Linked DNA regions of Triticum aestivum: region 2 is linked to region 1. The links are chromatin contacts, called in public Hi-C maps. All regions are on one chromosome and are shown on one strand. Each heading gives the region's core, a stretch centred on a gene start, on an enhancer-like site or on the middle of the called end of the contact. The rest is flanking DNA. Distances are from core to core; before and after follow the strand shown.

Region 1 (4,324 bases), core at 1,007-3,506:
GAGAGAGAACCAAAACCAGAGCGTGCAAATATCCAGGCTTTCAGCTCTTTCCTCTCTCCTCTGGCAGCAGCTTCCTCAGATCTGCACCAGCCTTTTCTGCTCTGTTGTGTGTTATGCTATGCACAACTCCTCTGCTGTTAGGTGCTACTGCCTCTCTTATAGCAATTGGCTAGTTGCTTACTGCTTAGTGGATGGATCAGAATATATGGGCTCACTGGTGGATTAGAATCAACATATATATGTCTCACTAAATGGTGCTCTATTATACTGCCCATCAGGTTCAGAGTCTGTCTAAAGCGTCGCCTCGCTTTACGCTTTATCGCTTAAGCAGTGAGGCGCCCCCCAAGCGCCTCGCTTCGCTTTACCGCTTTATAAACATAGAGTCCAAAGATTTTGTTCCGACTGGACACTTTATGCTAAAGGGTTCAGCTAAGGTGTTTTATTTTTACTGAACAGCATCTATGGTCAATCCAGAAAAAATTGTTCCAACTGGGCACTTTGTACTGAAGGGTTCGAAAGGAGATTATTGCACAAAGTAATTCATAGGGAACCTTACAAAAAAGTATTTCTCAAGGGACAACATGATCCTATTTGCCAGGATCCTAACTGACAAAAGCCTAGTCAGATCACATTAAAATGGTAAAGTATCGAAACATGCAGCTGGGTTTCTAAAATCGAACAGCATCCCCATTCCAGAGATGCATTTGACAGAATGATAGACCCTAAGATGCTGATAACCAAATGCAAATAGAAAAATGTGTGAATAGGATACAAATCTCTTCTGCGTATTTCCCTAGTTAGAAATTTCCTTCATAACTACAATTTGATGGAAGCATAGGAGTCACCATAAATATTAAACACGACAGTCATTCTTCTATAGAAGCTCATCAAATGCATGCCTTGCACTTTTTTCTGCTGTAGTTATGTCTCTTTGGATTCTCGCATCAGGGACTGCCCTTTTCAGCAATTATTCATTAGGTTCTCTACAGAATGGCCTACTAAACTTTGCCTGGGTATAACTGTATTACTAAAGGAAAATGTCCCTTCTTAGCAACTGAACAGGTCCAACAGGACAAGAGGGGTAGAAACACAGTAAGAAAAAATTATAATATATAAAGTCCTAGACATCTAACAGACAGTTGAATAGATTCGACTGGGTGAAGATCTTAAAACTGGGAACCTACTCGTCGTCATACGTTGACATGTATCATACGGCGATGAAAACAAAAGAACAAAGTTAACCTATATAGGTAACAAAAGATTCCCCCAACTTGATCATTATGTGTAATTGATGGCATATATAACTAATTAACTACGAGCCTAGAGTGGCACTTTCATCCCAGTGAATAGCACAACCAGAGGAAACAAGGAACACCTAAAGATAATATTCCAAATGGTAAGACTTTGCATTATGTTTTCACCGTATCAGAGTTAGTTGTACTTCCAATCTTTATATATGGCTCGTCTGGTTTCTCATCTGTATTGTTTTTCCATTATGGTCTCATTCATTTATCTTTCTATAATATACTAACATTAACAATATAGTCAACACGTAGAAAACTTGCAAGCATGCTAACTAACCTCCCCGAGTGTCTTGCGATGCTTGGCATCCTGTGTAGCCACCTCTTTCTTCAGATTTTGGAGCCTCTTATCAATCTATCCACAAAAGGAAGAAAAAGAAACACCAGCATCAGCATATACCATCACCGGACAACCACCCACACACCCAATCACGCAGGCTGCTACCACCAGGACCGGCGGCAACCGACCTGACGACGCAGGTCGACGAGCTCCTTGCAGGAATGCTTGAAGAGCCCGAGAAGCTCGTCGACGGCAGGGAAAACGGGTGGCGCGGCCCCGAGCAGGGGCGGCGGCGGGGGGGGTACCCCTGCCGCATCGTCCCCGTGGAACTCCGGCAGAAGCTCATCCACCAGGCTCCCGAAGAGCGCGTCGAAGGAAAAATCCCCCTGCAAAACCACGCAGCGCTTAGGTCTGGACGGAAGGAGGGGAGATACAGAACGAATCGAATAAGGGGGAGTACCTTGAAGTCCTCGAGGTCGAGGGTGAGGGGCAACGCCGCGGGCGGGTCATTCGGCGACGGCATGGCTGCCTGCCGGCCGGAGAGATCTAGGGGAGGAGGATGGGCAGCGGCTCTTGTGTATGATCTGGAAAATGGGGTGAGCTGACTGGGTTCGGGCGGGCCGGACGAGAAGGAAACGACAACGGCTCAGGCCAGGCGCATCTTTTTTTTTTCTTCGTCGAACTTGGGTTTTTTTTTTTTGAAAGGCGAACTTGGGGTTTTCTATTCAACAAAGGCACACATTTTTCTTTTAACATACACAAGCGCTCATATACACACGCATACACTTATCCCTATGAACGCACACACGCACACCCTACCCCTATGAGCCCCTCCGAAAAATCGAGCCGGCATATCGTGTTGAGATTTATGAAGTCTCCGTAGGCGCCTCGTCGTCGACGGGAACGTCTCCTCCCACTGAATGCGCATCGCTGGAAATCCTGAAATAAATTCAGGAATAAATGCGAGCACCAGGATTTGAACCCTGATGGGTTGGGGATACCACAACCCCTCTAACCATCCAACCACAGGTTGGTTCGCAACGAAGGCACACCTGGAAGGTCGATACCCGCGGGATGGAATGATACTGCAATTGTCATGATCCCAAAGGTAACTCTTCAGAAAAGGTCACTCAGTTTAGACCTATTAGTTTATGCAATGTGGTGTACAAGGTTATTTTAAAAATAATTGCAACGCGTTTGAAATTAATTATGTCAAACATTATCAGCCCAGCTCAGAGTGCTTTTGTTCCCGGAAGACTAATCGTAAATAATATTTTAGTAGCATATGAGTGTTTCCACAAAATTAAAAAGAAAAGAACAGGGAGGGAGGGGTTGTGTGCTATCAAGTTGGACATGCACAAAGCTTATGACCGAGTGGAATGACCTTTCTTAAGAGCAATTTTGTTGAAGCTGGATTTCAAGGAAAACTGGATGAATTTGGTTATGCAATGTGTGTCCTCTGTGGAGTATAGGGTTCGGTTTAATGCAGAGGAGACTGGTAGTTTCAAACCCACTGGAGGGCTAAGGCAGGTGGACCCCCTATTTGTTCTTGTTATGTACGAAGGGCCTGACGGCCCTTTTAGCAAATGCGGAGGAGAGAGGAAAGATCTCAGGCATAAAGGTTAGCAGGAAGCACTGTATGACCTTGAGAAGAGGTGTCTAGAGGGGGTGTGATTAGACACTAAGTATCAAAGTTGTAGTTTTCAACTTCTTTATGTTTAAGTGGAGTTTAGGCACAAGTTTAACATTCAGAATACATAACAAGCAAGCATGCAAAGAGTATATGAGCAGCGGAAAGTAAAGCATGCAACTTGCAAGAATGTAAAGTGAAGGATTTTGGAGGATTCAAACGCAATTGGAGACACGGATGTTTTTGTCGTGGTTCCGATAGGTGGTGCTATCGTACATCCACGTTGATAGAGACTTCAACCCACGAAGGGTAACGGTTGCGCGAGTCCACGGATGGCTCCACCCACGAAGGGTCCACGAAGAAGCAACCTTGTCTAGCCCACCATGGTCGTCGCCCATGAAGGACTTGCCTCACTAGCGGTAGATCTTCACGAAGTAGGCGATCTCCTTGCCCTTACAAACTCCTTGGTTCAACTCCACAATCTTGTCGGAGGCTCCCAAGTGACACCTAGCCAATCTAGGAGACACCACTCTCCAAGAAGTAACAAATGGTGCGTTGATGATGAACTCCTTGCTCTTGTGCTTCAAATGATAGTCTCCCCAACACTCAACTCTCTCTCGTAGGATTTGGATCTGGTGGAAAGAAGATTTGAGTGGAAAGCAACTTGGGGAAGGCTAGAGATCAAGATTCATATGGTAAGAATGGAATATCTTGGCCTCAACACATGAGTAGGTAGTTCTCTCTCAGAAAATGTATGCTGAAAGTGTAGGCACGTTCTGATGGCTCTCTCCATGAATGAAGAGGAGGTGGAGGGGTATATATAGCCTCCACATAAAATCTAACCGTTACACACAATTTACCAAACTCGGTGGGACCGAATCAACAAACTCGGGCGGACCGATTTAGTAAATCTAGTGATCGTTAGGATTTTCGGTGGGACTGACATGCAACTCGGTGAGACCGATATGGTTAGGGTTAGGGCATGACGTAATCTCGGTGAGACCGATTACACAAACTCGGTGAGACCGATTTCAGTAATTAGCTAACCAGAGAGTTGGTCAGATAAACTCGATGGGACCGATTCGCTCATCTCGGTTGGACCGAAACTTTACG
Region 2 (5,017 bases), core at 1,821-4,320, 150 kb after region 1:
GAAGTCGACAATGCTTAGGATGGATGATAGTGAAGAGGAGGGAAGGAACGAGCACAAGCCCGCTGGAAACAAGAAGGATAAGCTAAGGAAGAAGATGGAAGGAGAGGCGTCAAGCATAAGGGAGAAGATAGAACATATGATGAAGTCAAGGGAGGCATTGACAATGAAGACATTGGAGATAAAGCTTCTTATCAACGAGAAGAAGAAAGAGGTGAAGCTTGCACAAGTTCAATCAAGGCGTGAAGATGCCAAGCGCAAGGCCGACTTGGAGGAGAGGATGATCAAGGTCAAAGAAGCAAAGGCATGGAAATAACTCATGGTGGAAGAGAAGGAGCACATGATGATGTCCAAGAAGGACATGGATGAAGACCAATTGATGTGGTGGAAGGAGTACAAGCAGGACATCCCAGAGAGGAAGAGGATATTCCGTGGTGTGTCCTCTACTCTTCGAGGTGACACTCCGGTGAGTGGTGGTGGCGATGGTGGTGTGGAGGACTCCACCACCGGCGACAATGGAGGTTCTTGATGGACGTGGAAGTGGTCTAGGAGATGGCGCCAGGTGCAACTTTTTGGTGATGGTGCCGATGAGAGGGAGAAGATGATGATTGTGTGATGTAAACTATTAAACATGCATCAATGGTCATTTCCGTGTATGTTTGAAGGTTGATTGTGTTTTTCTAGTGAAAATTGTGATATGTCAAATGACAGTTTTAAGGGTTGGGGTTGGGGCAAAGACTAGAACCCTCAAACCCAACCCTTATAACAGTCTGTTATAAGGGTTGGGTTTGAGGGTTCTAGTCTTTGCCTATATTTTTCAACCCTTAAAAGTGTCAAAAAGGCCAATTCTCAACCCTTAAAACTGGTTTTAGATTTAAGGGTTTGAGGGCTCTACCAGACATGCTCATAGAGCAACTCTACCAGACCCCGCATCCGCCCTCGACCTGCAAAATAACCGCCAAAATGCGGGTACGGGCCGGAAAGCGTGCCCGACCAGACCCCGCATCCCAACCCGGCCCGCAATTTTTTTGGGGGGGGGGGGCAAATTCCCCACCCCAACCCGGGAAAACGTGGGTTTCCCCCTCGCGGCTGCGGTGCCCTACATCGGAGAGAAGCAGTTGGCGGGAGGGACATTTCAGCCCGCGCGCTTTCCCCCTCCTTCCGCCGCCGCCCGCCCTTTGCTTCTGCCCGCCCGTCGCTGGTGATTCCGGCCATATCTGCGAGCGGAATCGCGCCCCGGGGCCGCCCCACACCCTCCCGCGCCGAGCTGCTGCACCGCCCCTCCGGATCCGGCGAGAAGAGCTGCCCCCTGTCGCCCCCGCCGCCGGGGATCGACCACCATCGGGCGCACCCCCTCGTCGCCGCCCGGGATCACCCGCCACCAGTTAGTCCCTATTTTGTGATTTTTGCGAGCTGCATAGTAGATTGACACGCCGGTGTGCGTGTAGATGGAGTTGACCCCGTGCGAGAAGTTCTTGCTATCCGATTCGTCCGATTCGAACGACTCGGATGTTGAGAGCATGCTTGCGAACTTTCGGCAGCAAACATTAGACACGGCGCTTGCCGTGAAGGAGCATGAAGACGAGCACCGGAAGAGGAGGCGAGGATCGACTGTCGGGCGTTTGTGCATTCCTCGGAATCGCCATCTTGGGAACGAGATGTTGATGCAAGACTATTTCGCGGAAAATCCTACGTATCCTCCGCACCTCTTCCGGAGAAGGTACCGAATGCGCCGATCCCTCTTTGTGAAAATTGTTGAAGCTTGCGAGGCAAATTGCCGGTATTTTAATCAAAGAAGGAATGTCGCGGGCTTAAAGGGATTTAGTGCATATCAAAAAATCTCCGTAGCTATGCGGGTGATTGCATATGGCGTTCCGGCTAACTATGCCGATGAGTATCTTCGCATTGGTGAAGATAGCATAATTGAGTCTGTGCGTAGATTTGCGAAAGTGGTCATCCGTGTCCTTAGTCCTGAGTATCTTCGGGCACTCAATGAAGATGACACAAAGAAATTGATGGCATCTAATGAGAGGAGAGGTTGGCCTGGCATGCTAGGTAGCATTGATTGTATGCATTGGAATTGGAAAAATTGCCCCAAGGCTTGGCAAGGAATGTATTGTGGCAACTCTCGTGATGCAACAATTGTGCTAGAGGTCGTAGCATCCGAGGATTTATGGATCTGACATTGCTTTTTTGGTATGCCGGGCACTCTCAATGATATCAATGTGTTGCAACAGTCTTATTTGTTTGCTAGGCTTGCTAGTGGCGATGCTCCTGCTTGCAACTACACTAACAATGGGCATGAATAGACAAAGGAGTACTATCTTGCAGATGGTATATACCCTCCTTGGTGCACATTTGTCAAGAGCATCAAAGAACCCAAAACAAAAAAACAATGTGAATTTGCAAGGGTGCAAGAGGCAGCCCGAAAAGACATTGAAAGAGCATTCGGTGTTTTGCAATCTAGGTTTGCCATTGTCTGTGGTCCTGCTCGTTTTTGGGATAAGAAAACCTTGAAGAACATAATGACATGCTGTGTTATCCTGCACAATATGATTCTTAAAGATGAAAGAGGATTGAACTTAAAATTCTTTTACGACAATGTGGGTAGCCGTGTCAAACCAGCTAGAGATCCAAACCGCATTAGAGCTTTTTTTCAGACATACAAGGAGATTGAAAATGCAGACACCCATTTTCAACTTCAGGAAGATCTCATTGAACACCATTGGCAAAGGGTTGGACAGTGACTTATTTTTATATTCATTTGTATTTGTATTCACGACAAATTTTGTATTGCACTATTTAAGTTTGCTACGATTATTTGAATAATTATTTGTAATGCGGATGATTATTATATTATGTTTGATTGGAATAATTTAGTTTGTTTTCGATTGTTGAATTATGTTGTATTTGATATTTGCGGGCTGATAATATGCGAGATGCAGCAGCGCAAAGAATAGACCCCAAAACAGACCTGTAAAAAGGTATATTTCATGAATATATATTTTTACGAATCCGTTTGAGGGGTTTGCATCTGTGCGAGCCAGAGCGGGGTCTGCTAGAGTTGCTCTTACAAAACCCCGATCAGAGCCGACGCGAACTGACCCAGGGAGGCACGCAGCAAGAGAGAGATAGGACTTGTGCGCCGCACGCCAAACAGCAGGCACGCGAGTCGAGTCGTTCCCGTTGTTGCGGCCGGCGGAGGAAGAGATGGCGACGAACATCGAGGACGTGCCTTCGGTGGAGCTCATGACCGAGCTGCTCCGTCGCGCCAAGTGCAGCTCCAAGCCCGACAAGCGCATCATCCTCGTCGGTAAAACCCTAGCCCTTCTCTTCTTTCCCAATCCTCATCTTCTTCTACACCAAAAGATCCCAACTGCTCGGCCCCGGCTTCGCTCTCGCCAGGGTGACTGCCGCCGTTCTAACCCTAGCCCTTGCGTCTTACGGCGGCGGCGGGGTCTTTCCAGCTCGCAGCGTCTGGTGGGTTCGGTGGCGCGTAGTTCCGCAGGCGGTGGCGGTGCGGGTCCTTGCGGTTAGTGTCCTTGGTGGTCGGCGGCTTCAGCTGCGCGGCGCTCGAGGCTCGGCGGCCGGCGCAGTTGGACCTCCCACGTCCATCAACGTGCGATCTGGTCGTTACGGATCTGAAGCTGCAGTCGTGGTGCCCAGTCGGTCGCGCCGCCAGATCTGTTGTCGTTGGCGCGATAGGGTAGCTGCTGCTCGCAGCTTGTTGCTGTTGGCTGGATCTGGAGCTGGAGTTCCTCGTCCTTGCTGTCCCTCGTTCTGGAAATAAGTGGACGTACCCTCTGAAGTTTTATGATGCAGCTACATCACCCCCTCAACTCCAAAATAGCTACTTAACCCCCCAACTATCGAATACCAGACAGATTACCCCACAGCCCCCCCCCCCCCCCCCCCCCCCCCCCCCCCCCCTAAAAGAATAGAGTATTGCATGTGCGTTTGATTTTGTATGCTCTGGTTCATCTTTAATTCCTGAACACATAGTGCCACTGTTTATGTTCTAAAATCTAAATTGCACTATGCTTGGGCAATTTGACTTATGCAAGTGCTTTGCAAATTCTGTAGGTCCACCTGGCTCTGGAAAGGGAACACAGTCTCCCCTTATTAAGGATGAATATTGTTTGTGCCATTTAGCCACTGGCGATATGCTGAGGGCTGCTGTCGCCGCTAAGACTCCTCTGGGTATCAAGGCTAAAGAAGCTATGGACAAGGTAAGGTTTCAAGAACATACCAAATAGCAATTTAAAACTAGCAAAAACCGTGTCTATCAATTTCTTTATTTCTTGACTCTTATTGTTTTTAGGGAGAGCTTGTTTCAGATGACTTGGTTGTTGGGATTATTGATGAAGCCATGAAAAAACCTTCATGTCAAAAAGGTTTTATCCTTGATGGCTTCCCTAGAACTGTTGTTCAAGCACAAAAGGTCTGGTCAGGTCCTTGGTCAATATACATCGAAATGAAAATTCCTTCTTTCTGTGTATATTGATGGATGATTTATGCCTTGGGAGCTTAGTGTTTGTTTTCTTATGGTTTGGTTGAACAACGACTGCAGCTCGATGAAATGCTCGCAAAGCAAGGTGCTAAGGTTGACAAGGTTCTAAATTTTGCAATTGATGATGCAATATTGGAAGAACGAATTACTGGCCGTTGGATACACCCATCGAGTGGTAGATCTTACCATACAAAATTTGCTCCTCCCAAGACTCCGGGAGTTGATGATGTAAGTCAAATGTAGAATACTGGGTAGTGCCTTGATATGTCATACTTGCATGCTTTATTTTTGTTATCGTGATCATTGCTTCCACAAGGTTAAGTTCCGAGCAGTTCAATGTCTTCTCTGCATAACACTCCCTCAGTTTGGTTGTCAATAGCCATGCTAAGCTGGTTACCATACATATTCAATCTTGGGAAAAGAATTGCCAATTGTGTTGTGGGTGATGAGTTACTAGTTTGCCAGATGAACTCGATGTGCAATCTTTTTGTGGTTTGCTTCTGCTTGTAG

The links. Hi-C and Micro-C count contacts between places; a contact is called where the count stands out from the background.
Region 2: a Hi-C map of leaf shows a contact between it and region 1, with 2.5 times the contacts expected there. The contact joins the promoter of LOC123110928 here to the promoter of LOC123110927 in region 1. A contact is called at or near these places in 2 of 5 Hi-C or Micro-C datasets (both in leaf).

What each region holds. Positions count from the first base shown.
Region 1 is chr5B:168,247,409-168,251,732 of IWGSC CS RefSeq v2.1, forward strand. It overlaps LOC123110927 (exocyst complex component 5), which reads right to left and starts at 2,257. Exons shown (of 24, transcript XM_044531571.1): 1 at 2,042-2,257; 2 at 1,770-1,967; 3 at 1,582-1,656. The coding sequence starts at 2,104.
Region 2 is chr5B:168,398,261-168,403,277 of IWGSC CS RefSeq v2.1, forward strand. LOC123110928 (adenylate kinase 3) reads left to right here and starts at 3,071. Exons shown (of 6, transcript XM_044531572.1): 1 at 3,071-3,310; 2 at 4,081-4,226; 3 at 4,319-4,438; 4 at 4,568-4,735. The coding sequence starts at 3,208.